Regions from separate parts of the Mus musculus genome. Here all the other regions are linked to region 1. A link is a contact called in public HiChIP or PLAC-seq and promoter capture Hi-C data. All regions are on one chromosome and are shown on one strand. The core of a region is the stretch at or near the end of the contact, and the rest is flanking DNA. Distances in the headings are between cores, read along the strand shown.

Region 1 (3,695 bases), core at 545-3,044:
GTTTTTTGTTTTGGTTGGTTTTTCAAGACATGGTTTCTCTGTGTAGCCCTGGCTGTCCTGGAATTGGATCTGTTCACCAGGATGGCCTAACCAACCTGCCTCTGCCTCCCAAGTGCTGGAATTAAAGATGTGTACCACCCCCCCCCCTGAATTCTAACTGGTTTTAATATATTTCAAAACATTAATTTTCAATAAACTACATATGAGAAAATGATGAACTGAGTGACTAATGAGCATATTAACTAAATTTACATAGTAGTTTGGTGGAAAATACAATAATAATTCATTAGCAGAGCCAGGAGTAGAGGTGCACTCTGGGAGGTAAAGGCATATACTATGTCTAAACTTGGAAATATGCCTTTTATCCCAGGGCTCAGGAAGCAGAGGCAGTCAGATCTCTGGGTTTGAGGCCAGTCTGGTCTAAAGAGGAGTGCCAGGTAAGCCAGGGCTACAAAGAAAAAACCCTGTCTCCGGGGGTGGGGTGAACAATATTTGCACGGCATGGTAATTCCTAAAAAGGAAACTAAGCCCTGCTTACAATAAAACCTGATTTCTTGTCCTTTTCAAAACCAAGGTGAACTTAAATTAATAACAACAAAATAAACAGAAAGATTGAGTCCACTGTTCGAAATTTTTAGTGGACTGTTTCAAATATCCAAATGAATACATACTACTGACCTTCAGCATACATTAATTAAGCGTCTTTAACGCCTAATTTTTAGGATCCCAAACTTATCAACTGAAAGGTAGATCAGTAATGAGGGAAAATGAGTATAGAAGATATAAGCAGTTATTTGCTTAATATACAATACACGTGTTTGTGTGAAAATGTCCTTATGTAACACAATACCAAGTACAACGAATATACACAATGAAAAATAAGAATTGCTTATTTACTTTATGCCAGACTACCCTAAGATTCTCCCACCACCACTCTGAACACTCTTTGCCCCTAAGTTAGCCCCATCTTCCAAGTCCATTATACAACCTGTGATTCCGTCTCTCATGAAAAGATTCTTTTTATGGGCATAGTTAACAAATGCCAAGTTGCAAAGTTGCAGCTTTGCTGGATTGACGTTTTCACAATGTAAGAACAATATGATCTGGAATCTACTCAAAGCATTTGCCAGGCAGTCAGCTGATGCTCACTCAACACAACCGGGCAGAAACGAGAGAAATTAAACTTCATTATTTGTCTAAGACAGGTAATCACTACCTTGAAATCTCAAACAGGCGGACGGTAGACGGTCCAATAGAAACGGTATTTCCACCGATCCAACACCACCACAAAACCCCGGCTTCACCTAAGTTTCTCTCCTCCTTTGCAATTTTCCTTGTAACTGGCCCCGAACAGGTTCGCGGAATCAACCCGCACCACGCAGCCGCAGCCCGAGTAACTTTTACAAAAGGTCAGAGCGGTGCCTTTCAAGGCTTCCGACCCCTGTGGGGCTTCGCCGTTCGCACCAGCTCGCTTTCTCCCCCCGCACCCCCCTCGAACGTTCCAGAGCCGGCGGACGCAACCCAACAAAATTTTGGTGCAGCTTGGGGGGTCCGGAGGTGGGGGGAGCGGGCGAGCTTTCTACTCTCTTAAAAAAAAAAAAAAACAACAACAACACGCCCCTCCCCAGTTAGCGAGACAAAACCCCACCGCGCCCGCAGTTCCCCTTCTCCCGCGCTCCCACATGTTGCTCGCTCCGTCCCAGGCGGCCCCGCGAGGCCTCGCTCACCCCCAGCGCGCCCACCTGATCGCCCTTTCTCCGCAGGCTCCGCCCCCGCCGCCCGCCCGCCCGCTCGCCTCCTTCAGGAGCTCCATATGGGACACCCTCGGCTCCCTCGGCTCCTCACGCCACCTCAGCCCAGCCCCCGACGCGCCGCCTTCCCTTTCCCTGCCGCCGGGGGCCTCGACCCACACAGGCTCCTCGGGCCTGCGGAGGGCACAGCGGGGCTGCACGGCCTGCACGGCCCAGGTGCTGTGTCAGCCTCTCGTCGGGCTCCGCGGCGTGGACGGCCTGGAAAGTCACATGGCGGTGGGACCGGCCCGCGCCCCGAACACTCCGGCTCTTCTCAGAGCCCGACCGGGCGACCCGAGCCACTCACCTCAACGAAGAGCAACATGTCTGCTTCCGCTCGGCCCGATCGTTCACGCTGCCGCGACTCCAACTGGCTCCCAGGCCCGGGCCCCGGTCGGTAGGATAAGGACACTCGCCTTGCCCCTCCACCCGGCAGTGGACCCGGCTCCTCCCCCGCCGTCAGCCGCTGCGCCCTGACCCGCCCAGTCCCTCCTCCCGGGAAGCAACAACTGTTTCCGGTTCTGGAGGAAAACTGCTTCCGGGGGCGGAGGGCCTGCCCGCCCCTGTGCGTGCTTCGCTCCGGCAGGCTCGTCTGTGGCGGCGAAGGCGAAAGTGTGTGGTACGTGTCGCGTGTGGGTCGACGCCCGGGAGGCCGCGCCGGGCTGTGCAAAACGCTCACTAAAGCATTTGTACTTTCTACCAAAAAGCTGACACCGCACTGCTAACCCTTGCGCAGATTCGTGGTTAAAAACCTAGGTCCGATTAAAAAGCGACCGAGTGCACCCGCCCCTGCTGATGACGTACTGGCTCCTCCCGCCCCTCATTAGAAAAAAAAAAAAAAAAGCTGAAGAGGGAGCTAAGATACTCTTCAGCTACTCAGTGCTTGTACTTTACTAAGCATTTTGCATAAGTTAATCTTAAGACCCTATGAATGTATTGTTGGAGGAGTGCTGGAACAGTCAGATTCCTTTCGCTACAACTTTGATAAAACTTTAGCCCAAGCCCCTCGGAATCAGGTCTCATTAACATAATGATGCTCCGCTGTGATGCTTAATGCTCTACTAAAAATAATTAGCCTAGATCTCTTCTTTATTATGTTTTCATAGTCAAATAAAATAGTATACAAATATTTAATTATTTTTACTAGAGTTATTCTTCCTCTACCAGTCTCTATTGCTCCAGTTTCAAACACTTTTTTTTTTTTTAATTTAAAAAAACATGAGCCGGGCGTGGTGGCACACGCCTTTAATCCCAGTACTTGGGAGGCAGAGGCAAGCGGATTTCTGAATTCAAGGCCAGCATGGTCTACAGAGGGAGTTCCAGGACAGCCAGGGCTACACAGAGAAACTCTGTCTCAAAAAAAACAAAAAAATAAAAAATTTACATATATATATTTGTGTGTGTGTGTGTTTCCGTTTTTTTGAGACAGGGTTTCTGTGTAGACTAGGTTGTTCCCGGAACTCACTTTGTAGACCAGGCTGGCTTGAACTCACAGAGATCTACCTATCTGCCACCTGAATGCTGGAACAACACCTTAAAGTGATGTTTTCATTTCATCAACTCTTGCTTGTTTTCTTGTTTTTTTTTTTTTTTTTTTTCCCCACTTTGAGACAGGGTTTCTCTGTGTAGATCTTGGCTGTCCTAGAACTCACTTTGTGGACCTGGCTGGCCTAGAACTCAGAAATCCGCCTGCCTGTGCACCCCCACCCCCACCCCCACCGAGTGCTGAGATTAAAGGTGTGTGCCACCATGCCCAGCCCTCTTTATCTTTCTTAAAAATTTATTTTCATTCTATACATATGGCTCTTTGCCTGCAGGCATGTATATGCTCCCTCCTGCATGCCTGGGAACTGAACCTGAGTCCTCAACAAAAGCAACCAGTGCTCTTAACAAAAAAGGTTAGAC
Region 2 (3,695 bases), core at 439-2,938, 2.7 Mb before region 1:
GTCAACTCTACTTAAATCTGTTCAATTCTTAAGCTTTTATTTACAGTAACACAAACACAAAAAGTACCATCTTAACCACATAATTTGTGTGTGTTCATGTGTATCACAGACTGGTCTCAAATTCACAGAGACCTGCCTGCCTCTTCTTCAGGATAAGTTTTTCAAATGTAGCTCTTATATTTGATGTTCTCCTGAAAGTCTCAAGGCTGTCTCTTAATAATTCAACTCCTCAGGCTAAAGAGATGGCTCAGCAGTTAAAAGAGGACAGACCATTCTTCCAGAAGACCTTGTTTCTAGTCCCAGCACTGACACTGCAGGTCTCAACCATTTGTAACTTTAGTTTCAGGGTACCTGGTGCCCTCTTCTTGCCTCCACAGGTAGGCATCTGGTATGTAGATGGTATACATTCAGGCCAGACAAGTGGCTCATACTTAATACAAGTACTTAGGTGGAGGCTGACACAGGAAAATGAGTTTCAGGACAGCTTGGCTTCAAAATAAGCCCTGCCTCATTCATAAATAAATAAATAAATAAATAAATAAATAACTTTCTCAAGAGGACTTCTCTCAATACTAGCAATAGTGTTTTTCCCCTCTTAGAGTTGCTTTCGGTCTCATTACCCTGAAAAGCTCTTCACTTTCTGAAGTAAGTATAATTATTGACTTATGACCTATCTCTCCCTCAACCGTAAAATAAAAATTCTGTCAGAGAAATTTTCCACATGACCAGGACAGTGTTGTGTGTGCTTTTGTTTTTGACGTAGTATGTGCTGTTGGTATTTCAATAAAATACTTGCTGGGTAACATATACAAATTTTAAAAAAAAAAATCACTGTGCTGTGGCTTCACACTGAGCTACACTAACAGTCCTACTTTCTCTCTGTAAGTGTGTGTGTGTGTGTTGTTCACAGGTATGGAGGGTTGTCCAAGAGACCAGATGACAACTTCAGGTTTGGTTCCTCAGAGCTATCCCCCTTATTTTTATTGTTTGTTTAACGCGGGATTTCCCACTGGCCCAGAAGGCTAGACTGGTGATCATCCATGGTCTTTTGGGGGTGGGGTGGGGGGTTGTTGAGACAAGGATAGCGCTGGCTGTCCTGGAATTCGCTATGTAGACCAGGCTGGCCTCGAACTCACAGAGATCCGCCTGCCTCCATGTGGCGATTAGAGGCGGGCGCCGCCGCGGTGAGGCTGGAGTTGAACGTACTTCCTCACACTACCATCGTAGCTCACACACAGCACACACCGGGCAGGGGCTTCGGCCAGTGAGGTGCTGTCAAGTGTAAAGCAGAAAGTGCAAGCAGTCACCTGCTCGGATCGACTCTTGCTTAACTTCCTCCACACAACTAATGACCAGCTTGGTGACTGAAGTCCCTCTCTTGGCTCCGCTCCCTTAATTCCCCTTTATCCGAGGGCTGCCTGAGACACTCTCAGTCCCTCCCTGCCTTTGCTTCACCTTCGGACCTCCACAGCTACAGACAGATCGGCAGCGTTAGACGCCAGGGCCGCTCTCCCCGCGCTGCCCACACTTTGCAGCCGAACACGTGCGAGTCGTGTGTACAGCGCTCGCCCAACCTTCCACTCAAGCCACGCTCACAGCAAGCCCCGCCCCTAGGCCCTGGTCCAACTCAGCCCCACGAGTCGCGCCCTCGCCCCCACTTCTCGCGAGAAGTGAACACGCCTGGCCGGACGGGAGGAAAGTATCTGCTCCGCTGAGGGGGGAAAGGAGGAGCAGGAGACAGATTGTGGGACCGAGCGCGGGCGGGCGGGAGGCGCCGGAGCTACCAGCGGGTGAGTCCTGTTAACATTAGCTAGTCCGTGGCCTGACAGGAGTCTCTCCTTCTACTCTGGCCAGTCCCAGCGTCCCGGGCCGGGGTCTCCCCTCCCAGTCTGTTGGACGGGGGCGCTGAGGCGGTGGCCAGGCCTGTCTGAGGAAGAGGGTGGGGCGTAGGCTAAAGACAACCAATAGGAGAGAAGGAAGCCACAATTGGCGGCCATGAGCGCTAATGGGAGATCGCCTTTACCTTGCGGAGTGCCGCCCTCTTCTCTTCTCCCGCCTCCTTCCTTTTGGAGGAAGGCGGGGCCAGAGGACTGAAGTGTGGGGAGAACTTGGGGTAAGTAGCCCCGGGGGGCACAGGGCGTGGCGAGGAAAGGGGGGTTGAATCCTGAGGGAAGCGAAGTCTAGTGGAAGTCTAATGGAGGGATCTTGGAGTGGAAGATAGAGGAGGACTGCTAAACTAGGTTGAAGACTCAAAAGATTTCCCAAAAAGTGGGTTTAGGGCTTGGCACTGCAGAAGGCAGAGGTAAATAGGCAGGAGGTAGGTTTGGGTGACGAGAGCCTGGCTCAGGTGAAAGCACGCGTTGTGTGGTCGAAGTGGAGCATTGGGAAACGGGGGTCCTGGCGTTTCGATTGAATTCAGAAGAATCTGAGCAAGAGACACGGTGTCAGAAAGTATGGATCTGGACAGATTAAGTGGATGAGTTTAGGAGGACATGTGAGTGGGTTGGGTTGCTAGAAGGCATCGCTTCGGTGATAATATGGAAATCCAGAGGGTAAGGGGGGATATTTGGAGAAGAGACAGCGACTGACATACAGTCTGGTTCTTTCTTCAGTCGGGAGACCGCCAGGATACTGCTTAGTGTTTTTTGGTGGATATGGCACCCAGACTGGTGACCAGCCAGCCAAAATGCTGGCCCGGGGGTTGAGAAGAAGAAAAGTAGGGCGCTACTCTGATTGTCATTTTTCCAGTGTTCCACTTTCCAAGTTTCATTTCTTTCAGAACACAGGGATGTGGGCCTGGGACTTCGCAGTCCAAGTTGGAGACCCGTTGGGACTTCTATGTTGCTCTGAAATGCTTATTATGTGCACTCACTGGGGTGTTTACTACCCAGGGCACCTCCTACCCAGATTCCCGTGTTACTACTTTCCTAACTTTGTTTTCTGCTTAGCAGAGGGTGTTTTAATATCTCTCAGGGTTCATATGAAGTATAGGTTTGTGGAGATGTGCAGGTTTTTTTTTTTTTTTAATTTCAGCAAACTCATTTGTTTCCTATGTTTAAAATTTTTTCAGCAGTATAATTTCTGAAGAAACTATAGGTACTCTAAACACTAACAAATAAATTTTGTTTCCTTAAATGTGAATTTTCCCTTTCGTTCATTAAGAGTTATTTAATGGATGATTGAACTTAATCTTAATTATCTTGTATATTTTCTTGTTTATTAATTGGGGCAGTGTTTCATATAGCCCAAGTACACCTCAGACTGAGATAACTGAGGGTGACCATGATCCTCCACCCACCTCCCAAGTGCTGGGATAATAGGTGTGTACCACCATATCCAGTTTATGTAGTACTAGGGTTCTCAGGGTCTTATACATGGTAGGTAAGAACTCTGCCATGTGAGCTACAGTCTTTAGCCCTTGTGTGTGTGTGTGTGTGTGTCTGTGGTTTATGTAGTGTGTCATGTAGCCCATACTAGCTTTGAACTCATTTTTAAATTTCTGATCCTTCTATCTCCACGTACCAAGGGTTGATACAAGCATTCGCTTCCATGCCCAGTTTATCAGTTTATGTGGCGCTGGGGATTGAACCTAGGGCTTTGTGCATGCACTGTACCCATTGAGCTTTATCCCCAGTCCACTTTTTATATTTTGAGTGGTGTGAGTGAAATAGACTCATAGTTCAGGAAATTGAACA
Region 3 (3,695 bases), core at 338-2,837, 2.4 Mb before region 1:
ACTGCCTGTGCTGCTGCTTCGAGTCTGAGAAAAGGCGGCACCGCCACCATTGCCGCTACCCCCATTATTGCCACCAACATCTTTTTCAATCTTCACCACAGCTGTCACTTCATCCATGGAGTGATCTTGGTCTAAAAATAATTACAAAAGAAATAAATTAAGTGTATGTGTGTGTGTAGGGGGGGGTGTGTTAAAAACAACATAAGATTTAAAATTAAGGATTTGACCGTCAGCAATGACTGACAGAACAGTTTTTAAAAAGATCTTAGCCAGATAGGTCTAAATATGGTGGTAAGCCTAAAATCCCAGAATTTGGAAGTGGAGGCAAAAGTTCAAAGAAATCCTCAGCTACATAGTAAATTGGGATGCCAAAGCCATAGACACATAGCTTAATGGTGCCCAAGACAGGCCACTATTTTCCTATGCACAAATTAACCCCAGAAATGACTCAAAAATTGCTTTGGAAGCTAGGCATGGTGACTCACACCTATAATCCCAAGACTTGGAAGGATGAGCCAGGTGGTTCACCAGTTCTAGGTCTTCCAGGCCTACAGAGTAAGAACTGATCCCAATACAAATAGCCCTTTTGAGAAAGGGAATTTGGAATTTCAGTGTCTCAGAAATAAAGAGTTGCTCCTTAGGGTTGATAGCACTCTTAATCCCAGCACTCAAGAGGAAGAGGCACCTAGACAGCTAAAAGTCTGAGGGCTGCAATAGTAACTTCGAGTTACTACGAATACCACATAGAACCTATCTCAAAAAAGAAAAAAAAAAAAAATGCATCCTGGAAGGAAAAGGAGACCCAACATGTGGGTGGATGGAAAGTGTGCTAAAATTAGGACTATAAGAGATGAAGAAAGATCTAGTGTAAACAATAACAGGAAGGGACTGAGAAAGAGTAAATCCTAAGAGAAGGTGAGGAAACATCTGAGAGGACAGGTAAGGGTCTAGGGATTAGAACCCAGGTTTGGGGCTGAGGAGGCGGTCCAAAGAAGGAAGGGGCGGTTTCGGGGATAGAGGCGTGGCAAGGGCGGGTCGGATGGGGGAAGGGAAATTTACGGGGGTGCGGGGGAGGGCCCGGGGCAGGCTGCGACCGGAGGGCGGGCGGACCGGGGAGGCGGTTGGCCCAGGCGGGGCCTGCACTGGTCGGGCCGCCCCCGCGGCGCCAGCCCCCGACGGGAGGAGCCTCAGGCGGCCGGCCGGGTAGTGGGGGGTAAGGCCCGTCCCTCGTGGCCGGGGCGGGCAGGGGGCGGGCGAGGCCACGCTGCCCCCTCCCCCGGGGCGGGTAGCCCATCCCCCTCCTCCTCCGAGGCCCCGCCACTGCCCCTTCTCCCTCCCTTCCCTCCGCCCCGGGCGGGACCAAGGCCGCCGCCGCCGCCTCCCGCCCGCCCCCCCTCACAGCGGGGACCGCCCGGTCGGTCCTCGCGCGCGCCCCCTCACTCCCCTCCCACCCCTAGGCTCGGAGTGGACTCATCCTTACCGCTCATGGTGGCAGCTGAGGGGCGAGCTCAAGGGGGTCCTGTACGGGGGGGTTGGGGGGGGCCGGGAAAAACGCGGACGCTGACGAGGCAAGCGAACCCGGACCGGACAGGGAGGGGGGGGTAAGGAGGAGGGAGCAGCGCACCACAAGCCCGGCCTAATCCCCGCCCCTTATCTACTGCCCCGCCCAATGAGGGAGGGTGAAAGGAGGGCCTTGCAGAGGAAAGGCGGGCTGCCTACCCAATGGTAGGACTCGCTCTCTCGCTGAGGCGTGTAAGAGCAAGTTGCGTACTTGGTTTCCGCCCAGAAAGGCCGCCCTCTCAGTTTTAGCAACCAATTAGAAACTCAGGAAGTGGTGGTGGGCGGGATGAGATGACGATGGACTTGCAGAGAAACCAGTCAACCTCCAGGCGGGCTCCGTGAGCGGTAGGGATAGGAAGAGCTTAAGTAAGAAAGACAGGACAACGACCAACCAGAATCCTGGGCATGCCTGGGCAAAGTCCGTGTAGGGGGAAGAGTAAGAAATAGGCCGGAATGGGATAGGAGCAAGCTTCCTAAACCAATCAGAATTCAGGCGGGCAGTTAAGAAAGTTCTGATTGGACGATAACTGAAAAGAGCCGGAACAGGACGCGTATTGACGTGAACGAACAGCCAATTACGCGCCGAGGAGAAGGTGGAGGCTGGAACTTGGAATGGGGAGAGGAGAACAGGCTTCCTCCTCCGATACTCAAGCCAATGAGGCAGCGAAGGCAGCATGGCACCGCCTCTAGCTTTGGCCAATGGTCGTTACAGGGCCGCCCATCCTGAGGAGGGAACCGGGCTGTGCCAAAAGGAGTTGGTCGCCATGTTGGCCCTCCTCGGGAGGCTTCCTTCCCTCGTTAGGGTGTGCGCTTGAGTGGAGCCCTCCACAAGTGTCAGAGTCGAGACGCGTGAGGGCGAGAGTGTCGCGTCGCCCGAGACTGTTCGGGTTGTCCCTTCCCCGCTCCTACACAGCACCCCTCGAATGTCACCCCTGCCGGGATGGGCGGGCGGCTCCCCCTGGCCGTGGGTGGAAGCCCTGCGGCGGCGGGCGGGACGACAGCTTGGTGACGGCACGCGAAAACCCAAGTCGACTGAGCTGACCAATATGGAAGTCTTTCGGGAAGATGTAGCAAGCGCCATTTTCTTAAGCTGCCCCAGACCTGCTAAACCAACTCAGCTTTCAGAGTAACGCACGCTGGGGAACTTCGTGAAGCCAAGCTCTCATAAACTACTTCCATTTTCCCTCTTAGTAGAAAGCACGCTAACCTAGTTACTTCCTTTTGCAATCACAAAGGTTAAAGATTTTGCCTTAGGCACCTCAATCTCTGGCCTCCATTTCGCCTTCTTTCTCCTCATTTAAACTTTGTCACTGACTGGTGTCACCACGTTTAGTACTTGGAACTAATACAGTTAATCACTTAATGTGTCCTACTTTACGGGCTGGATGCTCCTGTAAAAAAAGGGAAACACTTTAAAGATAGGAACCGAGGCTCTCTGCTCCTTTGGAGATGGCCTTGGAAATGTGAAGTGACAGCTGAGATACCTGGTTGTCCCAGTTAAATAGGCATTTAGCACTGATTATGACAAACTCAATGTAAGGCATGGTAGTACACACTTTTAGGACCCAACTCTGGAGGCAGAGGCAGGAGGATCTCTTCTAAGTTTGATGCCAACCTGATCTACATACTGAGTTTCAGGACAGCTAGGGCTGTGCAGACCAACAATGTTTCAAAACAACAACGAAAATTAAGACGTTAAGAAAAATATTCACCCGGGCAATGGAAAGCAGAGGCAGGCAGATTGGATTTCTGAGTTCGAGGCCAGCCTGGTCTACAAAGTGAGCGCCAGGACAGCCAGGGCTACACAGAGAAACCCTGTCTCGAAAAACCAAAAAAAAAAAAAAAGAAAGAAAGAAAGAAAGAAAGATATTCAGCATCAGAAATATTAAGTGGAGAAAAATTAATTTGAGAAGTAACATGCCCAAGATTACAAAGCTAATAAATAATAAGTTTTGTCCTAAAAAGTCCTATATAGCCTCATATGGTGACAATTCCTGTAATTCTGTACTTGGGAGGCTGAAGCAATCAGGTTTCGGAAACATGGAGGAAAACCTGAACTACCAAAATAAAGTCCTCTATGAAATCTTTTTTTTTTTTTCTTTCCCTTTTTCTTTTTTTTTGGGGGGGGGTGAGGG
Region 4 (3,695 bases), core at 842-3,341, 2.3 Mb before region 1:
CAAAGTTCAGGGGCGTAGGGCTCCCCGGTGGGTGAGGGCACCCGCAACTCAGCGTCGTGTCTCACCACGGTGAAGAGTCCTGCCACTGCCAGCAGAGTCGTCACCATGACGGCAGAGCAGATGCTAAACATATTCCTGGTGCCTGTTTTCCGATCGCTGTCGTGGAGGACAAGGAGCCCTAGACAGGCCAGCAAATGCAGGGGCACTCGGAACCAATTGAGAACCCCGGCCTGCTCTGTCTCGGGGATCACTTTCCTTCGCAGGAAGCTCATACTGGGAAAGTAGAGCCCGCAGGCCAACTCAATAAGTAAAAAGGCAATGAAGGACTCCACAGGATTTTCTTGGCCTGGGCTGGTGGAGAAAGTCAACATGAAGAGAGAGAAGACGACAATGAGGACAGCAAGGGAAAGCAGGTGCATGGGCTGAAGGTGGTACCTCTTGGAGGTAGCGATGCGGTACAGCGAAGAACCCAGAAGGCTGGCAGCCATGAAGCTGGAGAACACAATGCCCAGTGGGGCTCCGTGTGGGTCTAGCACAGGTGTCCAGAGGAAGACAAAGATAAAGATGACACTCTCAAACAGCGCTTGTATGACACCCAACAGCAACACCCGGCGGTCAGACAGCAGGCAGCGCAGGCCTCCAGCACAGGTCTTGGAGAAGGCACGCTGACGGTCATAATTCTCTCCCCAGTTTCGTAGAGCCAAGGCCCCAGTCAGAGCCAGAAGAGGGATGGCAGCCACAAAGGGTGCGACCGGCCCCAGCCCTATCCAACTAGCCACGGCCTCCGCTGCCACACCAGCCGCCACAGCCAGCACGTGGTTCCAGAAGGCGGCTCGGGCAAAGGTGGCTGGGATCCACTCGGCGGGGAAGTCATGCCTCTCCACGTGCTCGTGGATGTACCAGGCCTCAAAGGCTGAGAAGAGGAGAGCTGTGGACAGCCCACCGAGTGCTCGGCCCACCAGCAGCACGAAGTAGTCCTGAGAGAGCTTGGTTATGCAACATAGAGAGTAAGTGAGGGAGAAGAGGACACAAGACTTCTTACGACCCAGCCAGTCCACAAGGGAGGAGGCCACTAGGCCAAAGAGGACCGTGGAGGCAAGGCCACAGACGTAGAGGATAGCAATCTGACCCTCCAGGAAGTGGTAATGCTGATAGAGTTTATACAGGTAGGGAGCTTGGAGCCAGTCCGCTGCCAGGGCCAGAAAGTAGACTTGATAGAAGTCTAGTTGAAACTGAAGGAAGGAGGGGTTGCTGCAAGCTCTTCCAGGGGGCCTGGCTCTGCATCTTGACAGCTCCAGACCCAGGCAGGAGGCCAGGAGGCCCACAAAAGACAAATAGGCAGTCACCAGCATGATGGGCCCCCGGACGACCTGGGGAGAGAACGATGGCCACAGTCACATCCATAATCCAGGTAGCACAGTCGAGGAGTTAGGTGTCTAAGCAGAGGGCAACTCCACCCAACTGCACTGTCAATTTCTCTCCCCCAGAGCTGAGACTGGAGGGACCAGTTGGGTGGGTGGGAGGAGTGGCTGTCTCCTAGGACTCAGTGGGGCGGGGGAGGGTGACAGTGGGGAGAGGCCAGAGCACTCGCTCCACCCTTGCCTGGTACAGCAAAGGGGACTCCTTTCAGTAATCTCGGTCCCTCAAGTTCAAAAGGGGCTACTGCCCATCTCCATGATAGGTTCTGCAGGCTTCTTGTACCTCCCATCCTCGCTGATAAGCCAGTTTTGGAGCTCAGTGTCTCCACATCTATTCCCGAGCATCCCTTCCGCCCGGGCCGGCCTCTCCAATGCTTCGCGGTCACGCGCGCGCACCGCAGGTTCCCCGGCTATGGGTCACGGCTGACCCTCCTTGCGCCCCCTAGCCTCAGCCGAGCGTCCCCTCATCCGCTCGCACCTCGCCCGGCCCCCATCTCACCTGCTGCCCCGGTCTGCCGGGACGCTCCGGACACGTCCGGCTCCAGGCCGCCGGGCCGCCCTCCCCGCACTGGCTCCGGCTCCGCTCGGGTTCCAGCAGCGCGCCCGCCCCTCACAGCCTGCTTCCGGGAGCCGGGCTGGCTCGTGGCCGCCGCCATGATAGCCCCGTCACGTGACGGGGCGCGGCAGGAAGCCACTCCCCCTCGTGGCGCCCCGCCCAGGAGCGGAAGAGCCTATGGGGCCCGGGATGCTGGAGCGGTGCGCTGTTCTCTTGGGCGCCTGAGCAGGCGGGTACCATAGGGTCCTCCAGCTGGCCAATATCCGCGGGGTCGTCCGGAATGAAAGTGTATTTTCTGTTTTCCTCCAGGAGGAGAAGGAAAGGTGCCGGCAGTCCCTCAGAGCCAGCGGATACCACGTGCTAATGAACTCCGCTGCCCTAAATTGAGCTGCCCTAGGGTTTGGACCTCCCCTGACCTCCCGGCCAGCAGTCAGTATTGTCCAGACACCTGAGGGAGGCGGTGTGGTGTAAAGCCGGAGTCCGGCTGCGGAAGCAGTGACAAAAACTTAAGCCCTGGAGCTGGACTCCCACCTCCTGCTACCTAGGATCTGCTTTTTCTTGGAATGTTAAGTTTCAGTATTCAATATTATGTCCTGGAGACCCCTGCAATGGCTTCCCTTTTCACTAAGGATAGAATCCAACATCTTTCAAAAGACATGCAAATGCATCTGTCCGGGACTTTTTGCTATGTCCATGACTTTATCTGCTACCACGCGGCCTCCTGTCTACACCGGCTCCCACCTGGGCCTTTGCACACTGCTTCCTGCAGAGTTCCCCCCCAAGATAGTTACCTTCTTTACCGCCAGAAGTCATGTTATTATTAGAGAGGACCTCTTTCTTTCTTTCTTCCTTTTTTTTTGGGGGGGGGGGGTTCAAGACAGGGTATTTCTGTATAGCCCTGGCTGTCCTGGAACTCACTTTGTAGACCAGGCTGGCCTCAAACTCAGAAATCCACCTGCCTCTGCCTCCCAAGTGCTGGGATTAAAAGCATGCGCCGCTGCCACCGCCTGGCCAGGACTTCCCTTTCTTTCATGGTGTGGTGGCTCATGTAGTCCTTGCGCTTGGAAAGCAAATAAATAAATAAATAAATAAATAAATAAATAAATAAATAAATAAATAAATCCTAGCGAAAATGCTCCATGATTAACAGGTTAAGAGCACTTGCTGTTCTTGCAGAGGAGAGGCAGAGGGGTGGAAGATCACTTGTTACTGCTTTTGAAGAGTAATATGCAGAGTAGTTTTCACAATTGCTTGTAGCTCCAGCTCCACCAGGGGAGCTGACTGACCTCTTCTGACTTCTGAGACCTGCATGAAACTAGTGAGAGTATAGTCACTTAGGCACACACTCATGCACATAAAATAAACTTTTAAATAAAGTAAATCTTTAATAAATTAAAAAAAAAAAAAAAAGCAGGGCTGGAGAGGTGGCTCAGTGGTTAAGAGCACTGACTGCTCTTCCAGAGGTCCTGAGTTCAATTCCCAGCAACCACATGGTGGCTCACAACCATCTGTAATGGGATCTGACACCCTCTTCTGGTGTGTCCGAAGACAGTGACAGTGTACTTACATATATGAAATAAATCTAAAAAAAAAAAAACAAAACAAGCAAAGACCCTAAGAAGTCTTTTTTAGCCATCCTCTTTTTCACAAAAAAGGGTATTATTTTTTTTGGAAGGATAGGGTGGGGAGGAGTTCCCTCGATTTTTTTTAGATTTCTTTAT

What was found. Promoter capture Hi-C pulls out the DNA fragments that hold promoters and counts their contacts. HiChIP or PLAC-seq counts read pairs in DNA pulled down with a chosen protein or histone mark.
Region 2: a promoter capture Hi-C map of pre-B cells shows a contact between it and region 1, with 3 times the contacts expected there. The contact joins the promoter of Atf7 here to the promoter of 2310068J16Rik in region 1. A contact is called at or near these places in 1 of 39 promoter capture datasets (pre-B cells) and 1 of 9 other capture datasets (liver).
Region 3: a promoter capture Hi-C map of pre-B cells shows a contact between it and region 1, with 4 times the contacts expected there. The contact joins the promoter of Sp1 here to the promoter of 2310068J16Rik in region 1. A contact is called at or near these places in 4 of 39 promoter capture datasets (the 3T3-L1 cell line, the C10 cell line, hippocampal neurons and 1 more).
Region 4: a contact with region 1 is called in an H3K27ac HiChIP or PLAC-seq map of large pre-B cells, with 4 times the contacts expected there. The contact joins the promoter of Mfsd5 here to the promoter of 2310068J16Rik in region 1. A contact is called at or near these places in 2 of 39 promoter capture datasets (the C10 cell line and cranial neural crest) and 1 of 115 datasets of contacts at active chromatin or transcription factors (large pre-B cells).

Annotation. Positions count from the first base shown.
Region 1 is chr15:99,971,386-99,975,080 of GRCm38.p6, reverse strand. 2310068J16Rik (RIKEN cDNA 2310068J16 gene) reads left to right here and starts at 1,794. Exons shown (of 1, transcript NR_028124.1): 1 at 1,794-2,914. It overlaps Larp4 (La ribonucleoprotein domain family, member 4), which reads right to left and starts at 2,301. Exons shown (of 16, transcript NM_001024526.2): 1 at 2,098-2,301. The coding sequence starts at 2,115.
Region 2 is chr15:102,623,457-102,627,151 of GRCm38.p6, reverse strand. Atf7 (activating transcription factor 7) reads left to right here and starts at 1,688. Exons shown (of 12, transcript NM_001310067.1): 1 at 1,688-1,790.
Region 3 is chr15:102,404,208-102,407,902 of GRCm38.p6, reverse strand. Sp1 (trans-acting transcription factor 1) reads right to left here and starts at 1,587. Exons shown (of 6, transcript NM_013672.2): 1 at 1,481-1,587; 2 at 1-131. The coding sequence starts at 1,487.
Region 4 is chr15:102,277,852-102,281,546 of GRCm38.p6, reverse strand. Mfsd5 (major facilitator superfamily domain containing 5) reads right to left here and starts at 2,091. Exons shown (of 2, transcript NM_134100.4): 1 at 1,918-2,091; 2 at 1-1,370. The coding sequence starts at 1,352.